2 separate regions of the Arabidopsis thaliana genome follow, and region 1 is linked to region 2. The links are chromatin contacts, called in public capture Hi-C maps. All regions are on one chromosome and are shown on one strand. Each heading gives the region's core, a stretch centred on a gene start, on an enhancer-like site or on the middle of the called end of the contact. The rest is flanking DNA. Distances are from core to core; before and after follow the strand shown.

The links. Capture Hi-C pulls out chosen DNA fragments and counts their contacts.
Region 1: a contact with region 2 is called in a capture Hi-C map of seedling, with 2.7 times the contacts expected there. The contact joins the promoter of AT5G35170 here to the promoter of AT5G34930 in region 2. A contact is called at or near these places in 2 of 26 Hi-C or Micro-C datasets (root and seedling) and 1 of 3 other capture datasets (seedling).

Annotation. Positions count from the first base shown.
Region 1 is chr5:13,416,864-13,423,015 of TAIR10.1, reverse strand. It overlaps AT5G35170 (adenylate kinase family protein), which reads right to left and starts at 3,936. Exons shown (of 19, transcript NM_122908.4): 1 at 3,526-3,936; 2 at 3,276-3,368; 3 at 2,764-2,892; 4 at 2,560-2,694; 5 at 2,299-2,445; 6 at 2,144-2,218; 7 at 1,953-2,040; 8 at 1,508-1,527; 9 at 1,288-1,416; 10 at 1,143-1,178; 11 at 977-1,057; 12 at 754-892; 13 at 426-505; 14 at 276-341; 2 more. The coding sequence starts at 3,738. AT5G35160 (Endomembrane protein 70 protein family) reads right to left here. Exons shown (of 2, transcript NM_001344097.1): 2 at 5,571-6,152. The coding sequence ends at 6,095.
Region 2 is chr5:13,231,236-13,236,734 of TAIR10.1, reverse strand. AT5G34930 (arogenate dehydrogenase) reads right to left here and starts at 3,378. Exons shown (of 2, transcript NM_001344090.1): 1 at 2,207-3,378; 2 at 976-2,113. The coding sequence starts at 3,294. The coding sequence ends at 1,213. GUS3 (glucuronidase 3) reads left to right here. Exons shown (of 9, transcript NM_180762.3): 7 at 40-165; 8 at 274-373; 9 at 458-994. The coding sequence ends at 823.

The DNA of each region.
Region 1 (6,152 bases), core at 2,687-5,186, 190 kb before region 2:
AAATAATAGAGAAGCCGGAATACATAGCAGTTGTCAAACGTCAAAGCATATTCCAGCCTTTGCTCCCTGCCCATTGTCTGAGACACCAAGGAAATTATAAGCAACATAATCTTCTTATTGGATGGGTAAAGAATCACTTTGTGTGCTTACTTGCATTATGCCACTCGAAGCGGGCAAGTCCTGAAATAATAAGGTATATGAAACATGTAACTCACAATATAGATCACATTGTTACCCATTGTCTCTATATAAAAAAGTGCAAGCAGAAAATGTACCTTGAGGCGAGGATTGATAAGTACAACTGGCCTTTTCCCAGCAGCAGTAGTCATCGCTTGTAGATCCTAACAAACGAATCCGGTATATTCTATAAAATGAGGTCGATAAGTTCAAATGAATAACGAATTCAAGCATTCCTAGCTCCTCACATCTATAATACAGTTTCCAACGGCATTTTGTGGAGCCACTAAGATGAACATGTCATCTTCTTCATCAACTTCTTTACCACCTGTCATTGCAAACACATAATCAAAGAGCAGAATAATGTGTAATTCAATGTATCCAACTTTATTATGCATCACAAGTTTGATTATTGACACAACAATATTCTGTTGATGGTGCAGTTTTTGTAAGTTGAGAGATTCTCTAGTTACTAAAGCCAGAAGACACCAAAGTCAAGAGGTATCTGAGTATTTCTAGTGTTAAACATGGTTTTGTCAATACATCTTTGAAAAGTATTTGGTTTTGGATATTTACCAATTGCACCAAGCTTGACGAAAGTTCCCAAAGTTTCATCATCACCCCAGTCCATATATTCTAAAATCTTTCGAGTGCCTGCCAACTGCAATGGCATCCCAGCAAGTGCACCTTCCCCCATTGATCCCTGAACACAAACCTGGAAGAGGAAAAAAGCTGAATGAACAAGATTTGTGAAACTGTATTCATGTGACATCACTTAAGTCTTCCAAACCATGTATACCTTCACTCTTTTTCCATCGTCAGCGAATGATAAAGCTAAAGCTTGAACAAGTTCCATCAAGGTTCCTATCCGGTAAACATCCTATTTATCACAATAGCTTGCTTTTTGGTACAACTTATGAAGCTTTAGAAATCGTATAAAACAGTTAGTGAAATGAATAACTGACCATTTCCGGATTTAGCTCAGGGATATTAATGTCCACCTATTCATTTGTAACAGTATCAGTCCCGTCAAGCAGCTGCTTTAGGAATTGCAAAATAAAGATGACATAACATGCGACATTGCAAATAGATTGTGTGGATTAGCCTCACCCGAAGACGGGTGTTACCATCCTTGATAGATCTAATTGTGGCTTGCAGCACATCTTCATAAAAATAAGCCCTGATATCCCTCGAATGTGGAATGTTATTCAATCTCGTCGGTATTCCTCTCCATTTATCCTGAAAGAAATGTTACATGACAAAGATAAGAATATCTCCCAATTTACTTCCAGCTACTTGATAGCTTCAAAGAAAAGTATTATTCAAGGACCTGAACAGGAGATGCTTTATCTGCAAGGACCTGTTTCAGAATTAGCGTCGCATGCATACAGTGGTCATCAAATCAAAGTTAAACAAGAAGTAAAAGGAAAAATTTAGTCCTAAAACATAATGATTGACAATAAAATCTTCAAACACACTAGGGGAGTTCCTGAATCTCCCTTTCTATGTTACATGTGTCCATAAAGTTTAACCAAGATTATTGTTTAGAATACCAGAATCAAAATTCTAATAACAACCAAAAGATGGTATTTCCTATGGAAGCAAAGAGACAAATTACTGAACAAGGTATTTTCTAAATAACCTAGAATAGAACAAGATAAAAGTTAAGATTACAAAGATTGGGGAAACTCATCTTGAACTGGAAAACACTGACCCTGCTATCAAGAACGGCACCATGAAAATATACATATATATATAAATGTGTGACTACTTGCCAGTCTTTATCATTCTCTTTAACTGTATCTGAGACAGTAGAGTCTGGGTCTCCTCGAAAACCACTTCTTTTGGCCTGTTTGCATCAATCTGTGTTCGAATGAGATGATACCAAACCACAAATATCAAAGATGGCATTGCAATACTTTAAGAACCAAAGGTTAAGGGAAACCAAAAAAAAATTGCCTAGTACCTTGACCATAACATCTGAGTATGCTGAAATAATCGCTTCAGAATTTTGTTTGTATATTTGCAGCCGTGCTTTTACCTTCAACGAAGTAAACTTGTGAGATTACAATTGACGGTAGTTAAAAAATTCAAAAGCAAATAATAGGTCCAAAAGGTCACCTTCTCCTCTGTATCATCCGGGCGTGTAACCAGTCTTGCTTTAATTTCATCTGATTCAGGAGGGTAATTTTTGATATGATAAATTTTTCCAGTCACTGGATCCAACCTTCGACCAACACATCTATCGATCAGAATTTCATCAGGAACCTGTCATTAAGAATGACATATAAGCAAAGAAACATAGCCACTGATAGTGAAAATTGGTTTCAACACCTATTGCTGAAATGGATAACAAACGCAATAAGAGTAATTTGCACGTACATCTAGTAAGATAAAAATGTCAGGTTTCACGTTCAGTTTGTCCAGACTTTGTGCCTGGGCAAAACTCCGTGGAAATCCATCAAGAAGCCATCCATGCTCTTTAGCATCTTCACGTGATAATCTTCCAGCCACCATCTAGAAAGGTAGTAGATATCAGAGTAATATTATAAAATAATGCATGAAACAGGTAAGTAAAATCAGTACCGCTATAACAATCTCATCAGGAACCAAACTACCCGAGTTCATGAACTCTTTTGCTCTCTTTCCAATATCTGTCCCAGATGACACCTCTGCTCTCAATAGATCCCCTGTTGATATGTGCACCAAACCAAACTGCATGACCAAGAAAGAGAAACTTGATATAAATCAAGACATACAAACAATGGCAACATAGATAGTCTTCCTTACATCAAACGTACTAGAAACTGTGATTATTGCAATAATTTAATGAACAGTCCAAAGATCAAGGAAAATTCAGCAACCTTTGGATGGCAAATAAGATTTTATGAGTCACAGCAAACGTTTTATATGCATTGTTCAGTATACTAGATAATTTTAAATGCATATCCATTCTTCACCGCACTCAAGAGAGAATCTACCATGAGTCAGAACCCATAAGACAACCAGAAAAGAGATCATGAAAGAGTATAAAAAAATTACCTTGTGAACAATGAGCTCAAAACAAGAAACCGATAGAGAAGAGTGGAAAATATTACCTTGTGAACAATGAGCTCACATTGAGTGCCTTTTCCTGAAGCCGGTGCACCCGAAATCATCACCTTCAACGGCTCATTTATCGAACACCTAATCTATACAATCACAATTCACAAACGGATACAAAACACATTACAGTAATTCTCCATCTACAGATTCCGAATTGGTCATGAATTGTGTAAAATTAAGCACATTTGAGGAAACGGATTGGATCAGTAATTTGAAGAGAACAAGGTAAGTAAGAAGAAGTACCTGAGAATTGGAAGTGGAGAAGGAGCGAGAAGTCCGACGGGGAATGACGGAGAAGGAGAGACGGCGGCGGAGGGAGCGGTAACGGCGGCGGATCGGTGATTGTAAGAGAGGGAGAGAAGTTGACGACGGAGAAAGCGATGAAGTGGATATAGAGGAGCGAGATGAAGAAGAAGTTGAAGAGAAATGAGCAGAACTGAGAGAAAGAGACGCCATTGTTAAATCCTCTACTTTGCTCCTTCCTTGGATCAATCAATGCAACATTGTTTCTTTCTGGACTGGATTTTAAATAACGGCCACCACAAAAAACTATAAAATGGACTAAATTAAAAGAAGAATGCTTTTGGGAGAAAATAAATATCCACAATGTTTTGTCGTACTCTTATCCATTATGCAAAAGATGGACAAATGTATATTTGTGGCCTAGAGGCTAGATTTCATTTTTTATTATTAGTTTCATATTTTTTGTTTTGGCCAAAAAACCGTTTTAAAGTTTGAATTATTCTGCAAAAATCGGATCTTAAACCCACAACGTTTCACTCGTTTACGAAATATATCGATTTGTCGAGACCCGATTTTTGTAGAAAAATTCAAACGTTAACTTAAACAAGCAACACGATGTCGTTTTAAGCCATACTATTAAACATATGTCAGTTGATTCGCAACTGTAACGGTTAATTACGATATCGAATTAGATACTAAATAAAGTTTAGGTATGAAATTCAAATTTTGTTGGAGTTTAGTTAAAATTAACCGTATATTTTTGGATAAGGCCTTGAATGACTGCAATTTTTGGAATAGTTTTTAGATTTTGAAAAACCAAATAATTACTCATTCATGATTTTACAAAATGTAGATTTCCTAAGAAATAGAAAACCAGATTTTAGAAGTTTTTAGCTATTTCTTCATAGAATCTAAAACCCAAATTTGTGGATTTTTTTTAACAATTTACGTAAAAGCTAAAAATTAAACAAATTTTCATTCATGATTTTGCAAAAAATAAAATCTACAACAAAATAAAAAGTAAAAAAATCAAAAACTAAAAACCAATAAAAAGCTACAAAACATTTAGCGCCTAAGTCTAAAAACACATTTGGCGGATTGTAAGGGTATGAAAATTCCATTTTCCATTTTCCCTACTATTTCGCGTTTGTTTACTTCTTTACTCAAATTCATAACAAAAATGTATCACAAACTCAACAATTCTATAGACTGGTGATTCAATTTGTTACCAAAATGTAGAGATGTTAATGATGGGTTAAAACTCACTGGGTACCCAAAACCCACATAAAATTTTAAGCCCATACATCTACTTTTTCTGGAAAAAAAACACAGGTTTAAAATGGGCTGGGTACCCAAATAAATAAAACCCATATGGGTTTACCTCATTGGATTATAGGTACCCACGGATTTTTTTTAAGTCATTTTTCAAGTGAATCAACATTTTGTTGTCAATTTTTTTTTCACATTTTTTCCCCAAAACCGCGATTTAACAGTTTAACGCTAAAAAAGACATTCAACATTTTCCCGACAAAAAAGACATTCAACATTTTCTCGCCAAAAACGACAATCAACATTTTCCCGCCAAAACGCAATTCAACATTTTCGCGCCAAAAACGACATTCAAAATTTTCCCGCCAAAACGCAATTCAACATTTTCCCGCCAAAACGCAATTCAACATTTTCCCGCCAAAAACTCAATTTAACATTTTCCCGCCAAAACGACATTCAACATTTTCCCGCCAAAAAGATTTCACATTTTCCGGTCAAAAACGCAATTTAACATTTTTCCGCCAAAAATGATATTCAACATTTTTCCGCCAAAAACGCAATTTAACATTTTTCCGCCAAAAAACGCAATTTAACATTTTCCCGCCAAAGACGCAATTCAACCTTTTTCCCATCAAATTTATATGTAATACAGAAAATAAATATAATTTAAAATATATTTATAAGCAAAATATAGATATAACATACATATAATAGTATATTAACAGTTAAACATAAACTCTAAAAAAATGATAAAAACTAAGTTGGATACCCACGGGTAGTCTCGTAACAATCAGGTTTTTTGGAGCTTTACCCACTATATCAAAAACCCATCTGGGTTTTCTAAAGTTGGGTTTTTGGTGGACGGGTTTATTTTGGATTCAGGTCGGGCTGAGCTTTTTTACCCACCACAACATCTCTACCAAAATGTCAATTCTAGTTCTAGAAAACAAGAGATGAAAAGGCAACGGTCACCAACATGGTAGAGTGTGTATTCTATAGTAATCAAAACCGAACAGAACCAAAATTAATCTTAAACATTAAGGAAAAAAATAAACATTTTCAAGTTCAGAGGCATTACCATAAAAGATGCAACAAGATGAGAAAAACAAGAAAGAGGAAACAAATTTTCTTACACGATGAAAAGGAAAATTTGAAGCTTCCAATATGACACAATGAACCCTTACACTTCCTTGTTGGAGCAATTGAATGATTTGATTGATGCCTTTGCTTAAACGATATCTCAGTTCTCTCCAAAAAGTTATACAATCTCTTTAAGCCAATAAGCCTCTGGTCTGATTCCTTAGTCAAGTTTCACCGAAGAAAACAAGTAGTGTACGAACCAGAAGGAAGAGAGGAAA
Region 2 (5,499 bases), core at 2,129-4,628:
TAAAAGCATTTCTAATGAGATTAAACTGTGTGATGGTAGGTACCTGGACCAGCTTGGTATGGCATCGCTTTATGATACAAAAACATACTGTAGACAGTCTCTGATCGGAGGAAACTATGGGCTGCTAAATACTACTAACTTCACACCAAATCCAGACTATTACAGGTAACATCAGATGAATCTATTATGTCACCAGGAGAAATGGTTAAAAAGACAAGCAATAAAAGGAGTATATAACCCTAACTACAAGTCATGCTACTTGTTAACATGCAGTGCTCTGATCTGGCGACAACTTATGGGAAGAAAGGCATTGTTCACAACCTTTTCCGGAACCAAAAAGATACGTTCGTACACCCATTGTGCAAGACAATCGGTAAGTCGAGTTTCCATACAAGTAACTCAAATAGCATTATACTCAGATGAATTCCGATCTAACTTTTAAAGTTTCATCATGCAGAAAGGGATCACAGTTTTACTGATGAACCTTGACAATACTACAACGGTTGTAGCGAAAGTAGAGTTAAATAACAGTTTCAGTCTGAGACATACAAAGCACATGAAGTCTTATAAAAGAGCAAGTTCCCAACTTTTTGGGGGTCCTAATGGAGTAATCCAAAGAGAAGAGTACCATTTGACAGCAAAGGATGGAAACCTACACAGTCAGACTATGCTACTCAACGGAAATGCTCTTCAGGTTAATTCGATGGGTGATTTACCTCCTATAGAGCCGATACATATAAATTCAACAGAGCCAATAACAATAGCTCCATATTCCATTGTGTTTGTGCATATGCGGAATGTTGTTGTACCTGCATGTGCTTAAGGTAGCTGCATATGGAACTTAAGACAGTTCCTTCATTCAGTTATTTGATTAGAGAAAAATAAAGAAGCGTACCTTTCTTTCATAAACCTATAAGCATTGAAAGCTGTGAGTTCAAAGTATTTGAACCAAATAAAATAAGTGAAACAATTTCCAAACTCAAAATCTTGTCTGCACTTTATTTCTGTTTAACATTCAAACTGGTTGGGACTGTGAAGCCCGTATCGAGGACAAAAGACACAACAAACCCACAAAAGGGTCAAATAAAGCTACAAAGAAAGAAAGAAACTTACATCAAAGCCTTTCAAAGACCAAACGATTTCCACCATATTGAGTATTGAGTAGAACAGTATAATTAGTAGTCAAGGAGCATGACTGAGAGAATATTAACTTTAGCTAGTTAATAGCTTAGTTGTCTTTGGGGAAGATGATTTAGCTAGCTCATGAGAATGTTGAGAATGTAGTCGTCCAAAGAGCTGTGTCTTCAATGATTCAAAAGCCACATGAAACCTCTCAAGCTGTTCCATTGCATTAGGATTGTATAAAAATAGTCCATAGTACAGATCAAAGCTGTCACCAGCAGTATTCTCCACCAGTTTTAGCAATGTCTCATAACCTTTGGTATCTATAGGAGTAGATTCCAAGCTCAGCTTCTCCAGAAGCCTTCCCACTGTGTGTGTGATAAACTGTGATCCAGCAGCATGCCAATCATGTTCAGCACACGACATCTCCACCATACGACATCCTTCACGGGCAAAAATATCAAGAAAACTGTTACACCTCGATTTTCTTCTATCATCCATTCCAATCCTAACCTTATCAAACACAAAGGCAAGATTGTTCCATCCATTTTTACCACTCTCTGGCCCAAACATAGGATGCGTGCACAAAATATCAAAATCTTGTGGGAGAGTTTGAAGAAATAAATTCCTCGGGAACTCTTTTACTGAGAGTACATCCACAAAAAGTGTGCTTCTCTTCAGTCTCTGAAACGGTAGTGACTCGAGAACTTTTTCAGTCGAAAGGATTGACGTACAGAGAATAATAACTTCAGGATGCTCTTCAAATAGATCATCAAGATCTGAAAAATACGAAACACCGAGCTTTGCTGCTTCATCAGTGTAGTCACTTCTGGAATAAGCTAACACAGTGTGACCCTGCTTGACCATGGTTTTACCTAGAAACTGTCCAAAATTTCCAAACCCGACGATACCAATCTTGAGCCTCGAACCGTCATTAACACTACCAGACACCTGGGAGTTATATTCATACTTCACAACAACATCTTCTGACCTGCAAGATCACAAATCGATAACTATTTACAATAAGAAACCAAATCCAAAATGCATCAAACCACACAATGTAACTAACTAACTAACTACATACCTCATCATATCCAAAGAAGCATCATTTTCACCACAATTTGGAAAAACATGAACTTTCTTTGCTTCACCTTCAAAAGACTGCTTCCTCACAACACCGTGAAGCCGACTAAAAAGCTCCTTACGCAAAGCCTCGAAAGCCAAATCAATCCTCTCTAACACCTCCAAAGAGTTGTTATTATACACAAACAACCCATAATACAAATCAAAACTATCCCCACAAATATTCTCAGCTAAATCAAGCAACGCCTCGTACCCTTTCGTATTAATCGGCGTCGATATCAACTTCAACATCCCCAAAAGCCTACCAAGAGTATGAGTTATAAACTGTGATTCAGCAGCAAACTTATCATGATCAGTAACACTCATCTCCACCATCTCACATCCTTCTCTAACAAAAATCTCAAGAAAACTCTCACACCTTGAGACTCTCAATCTCTCTTCCCCAATCCTAACTTTATCATACACAAATCTTAATCCTCTCCAGCCATGATTTGAACTCACACTCTGAGGACCAAACATTGGATGTGTACAAAGAATATCGAAATCTTCAGGTAAGTATTGAAGGAGAAGAGTTTTAGCAAACTCTTTAACGGAGAGAACATCAACGAAGAGAGTGTTGCGACGGAGTCTCTGAAACGGCAACGTTTTGAGAATATTCTCTATGGAGAGGATTGAAGTACAGAGAAGGACTACGTCAGGATGACGTTCGCAGAGATCGTGAAGATCGGTGAAGTATGAGACACCGAGACGGCGAGCGGCGGAGGAGTGATCGGATCGGGAGTGAGCGAAGAGAATGTGGCCTTGAGAAATTAGGGTTTCGGCAAGGAATTGGCCGTAGTTTCCGAATCCGATGATGGCGATACGGAGAGGAGGGGTGGCGTTGGAGTTGGAGTTGGGAAGAGGGATGGTGTCGGTGACGGAGAGGTGGCGGTTGGCGGTGGAGAGAGAGAGAGAAGGGAGCATTGAGGAAAGAGAGGTAAATGAGAGGGAGAGAGGAGGTTTGGTGATGAGCTTTGGGAGGAAGAAGAAGGAGGAGGAAGATGAGGATTGATAGAGAAGAAGATGATGAGAATGAGATTGAAAGATCATTTGGAGAAGACGATGATGATGATGATGATGGATTCAACTGTCTCTGCCATTTGAATAGACTTTTGGAGGTTTGTGGAGATCTTCAAGTCTGCACGTTTTAAGAACTTTTGTATTTAATAAAAGAAAGAAATTTTTTTATAATTTTACTAATCATATTACCACTGAACATTTTTCTTTCAAATCAAGATAAAAAAATGAATTAGTAAAATTATCAAATATAAATAGAGGCGTTAATGAGACTAGCTCGAAATGTTACTTAAAATCAGTGTCGAAGAAAACGCTAGGCAGGCGGTAACATAGCGCCTAACGCCTACAATGCTTAATAGGAGTTTAGACGATTTTATACAGTTTAAAAGTTTATAATATAATACATATTGAATATAATATTATAGATAATAAATTATATATAACTATCTATTAGAAAAATTAAAATGTTAAATCATAAACAAAAATTAGTTAAATTCATATCAAAGAATATATATTGAGTTAAGACTTATAAGAAAGTTTTATATAGTTAAAAATAAAAAACAATACAGTAAACCGGAACTTATGCAAATTTAGGCGGTCAAAGCGGTTGTCTACGAGTCACTTAAGAGCGTAGTGCCGCCTAAACCGCTTTTTAGAACACAGCTTAAAATTAATTTATGAGGAAAAAGTAAAAAAAAATTCATGGAGACAACGGGAAGAAAATGAAAACAGAACAAAAACCAAGAGGATAGAAAATTAGAAACTTTAATGAAGAAAAAAAAAAATACATAGGATATCTCGGAAAAAAAGTCTAAAATAAAAGATTTTAGACTATATTATATTATTTTTATAACTTTTTCTAGTTCATATACTCATTTGATGTTTTAAATTGATGAAGACTTCACAATCCCGCCTTAAGAGTGAATGAAATGATGAGAGAGAAAATCGAGATTCGTTGTTTTAAATCCGCGATGTTTTATTAGTTTATTTATGTCATCGGTGATCTCCACTATTTTCATATTTGTTACGGCTTTATACTTTAGTTGGACTTAAAAAATTAATCACTTTATTATTATTGTTAAATATATTACTTTGTTAAATATGATATATCTTTTATATATAAAAACTATATAATCTCTGTAACATTAAAAAAAACTTTAAGAAATTGACCCGTCATCGAACTGGATTGACTCAATGAACCGGTGATCACGAAAGTAGTCCGGTTCATCGTGCGAGTCGGGTTAAAAAACATTGACATATATGTTAATCTATATGTATAACTCAAAAGTAAAAATAAAAACATGAAAAAAGAAGCAGATCACAACAATTAGACAATAAGCTATCATTATACACAATGCGAACAACATTTTGGAAACAACAAACTACGGTTGTATTACAAAACTAGATTTTAACCCGCGGTACACCGCGGAAACAATTTATTTTCTAAAGTTAGTATACATAAAGTTTGCAAATTGTATCTATCTATAAAATATTTTTATTTTATAGTTTACAATTGTTATTAAGTAACGTCCTGTCAAACCCGTCCCACCAATCCGTCCCGTAAAAAAACCATTTATTTTGTAGTAATTAAATGATATTAAATATTTTGGAAGTTTTATTTTAGTAACTAATCGTGTAGTTAATGTGGAGAGATTTAGGGAAGATTGTTAAATGTCAAATATTTAATTTGAAGATTTTTTTCTAATTATCAAAAACAAACATTAAAATCCAGTGGCACCTATTGTAAATAAGTTCCAACTATAGGATTTATTTCACAAAATGGCTGCAAAAATATATATGTAGATACACATTAATTACTATTTCTTCTAGTTTTTTATTTTGGAAAAAAAAATCATAATTACGATAACAATACCTTTTATCTCGTTTTTTATTAGGTTTTAATTTAACTTTTACGTTTATTATATAAAGGGAGGTTAAGTTAGAGATGGGCCAAAAAAAACAAATTAGAAAAATATAAGCTCAATACATTAGACGCTTCTTCTCTCCAATCTACATCACTGGTGCTTCAACTTTCTATTAAACAAAACAAACCAACTTCTATTTGGGCTTTACTTATCTTCTACCCCAATAGCCTCTTAATCCAATTGTGACTAAAGTCATAATTCTTCTTCTTCACAACACTTCCTCTTCTTCTTCATAGAACAACTTCTTCTTCCTCCATTGCTCAACTATCTTTTCTCTTCATCATCTTCTCATCTTTCTCCTCAATTTGCTCTT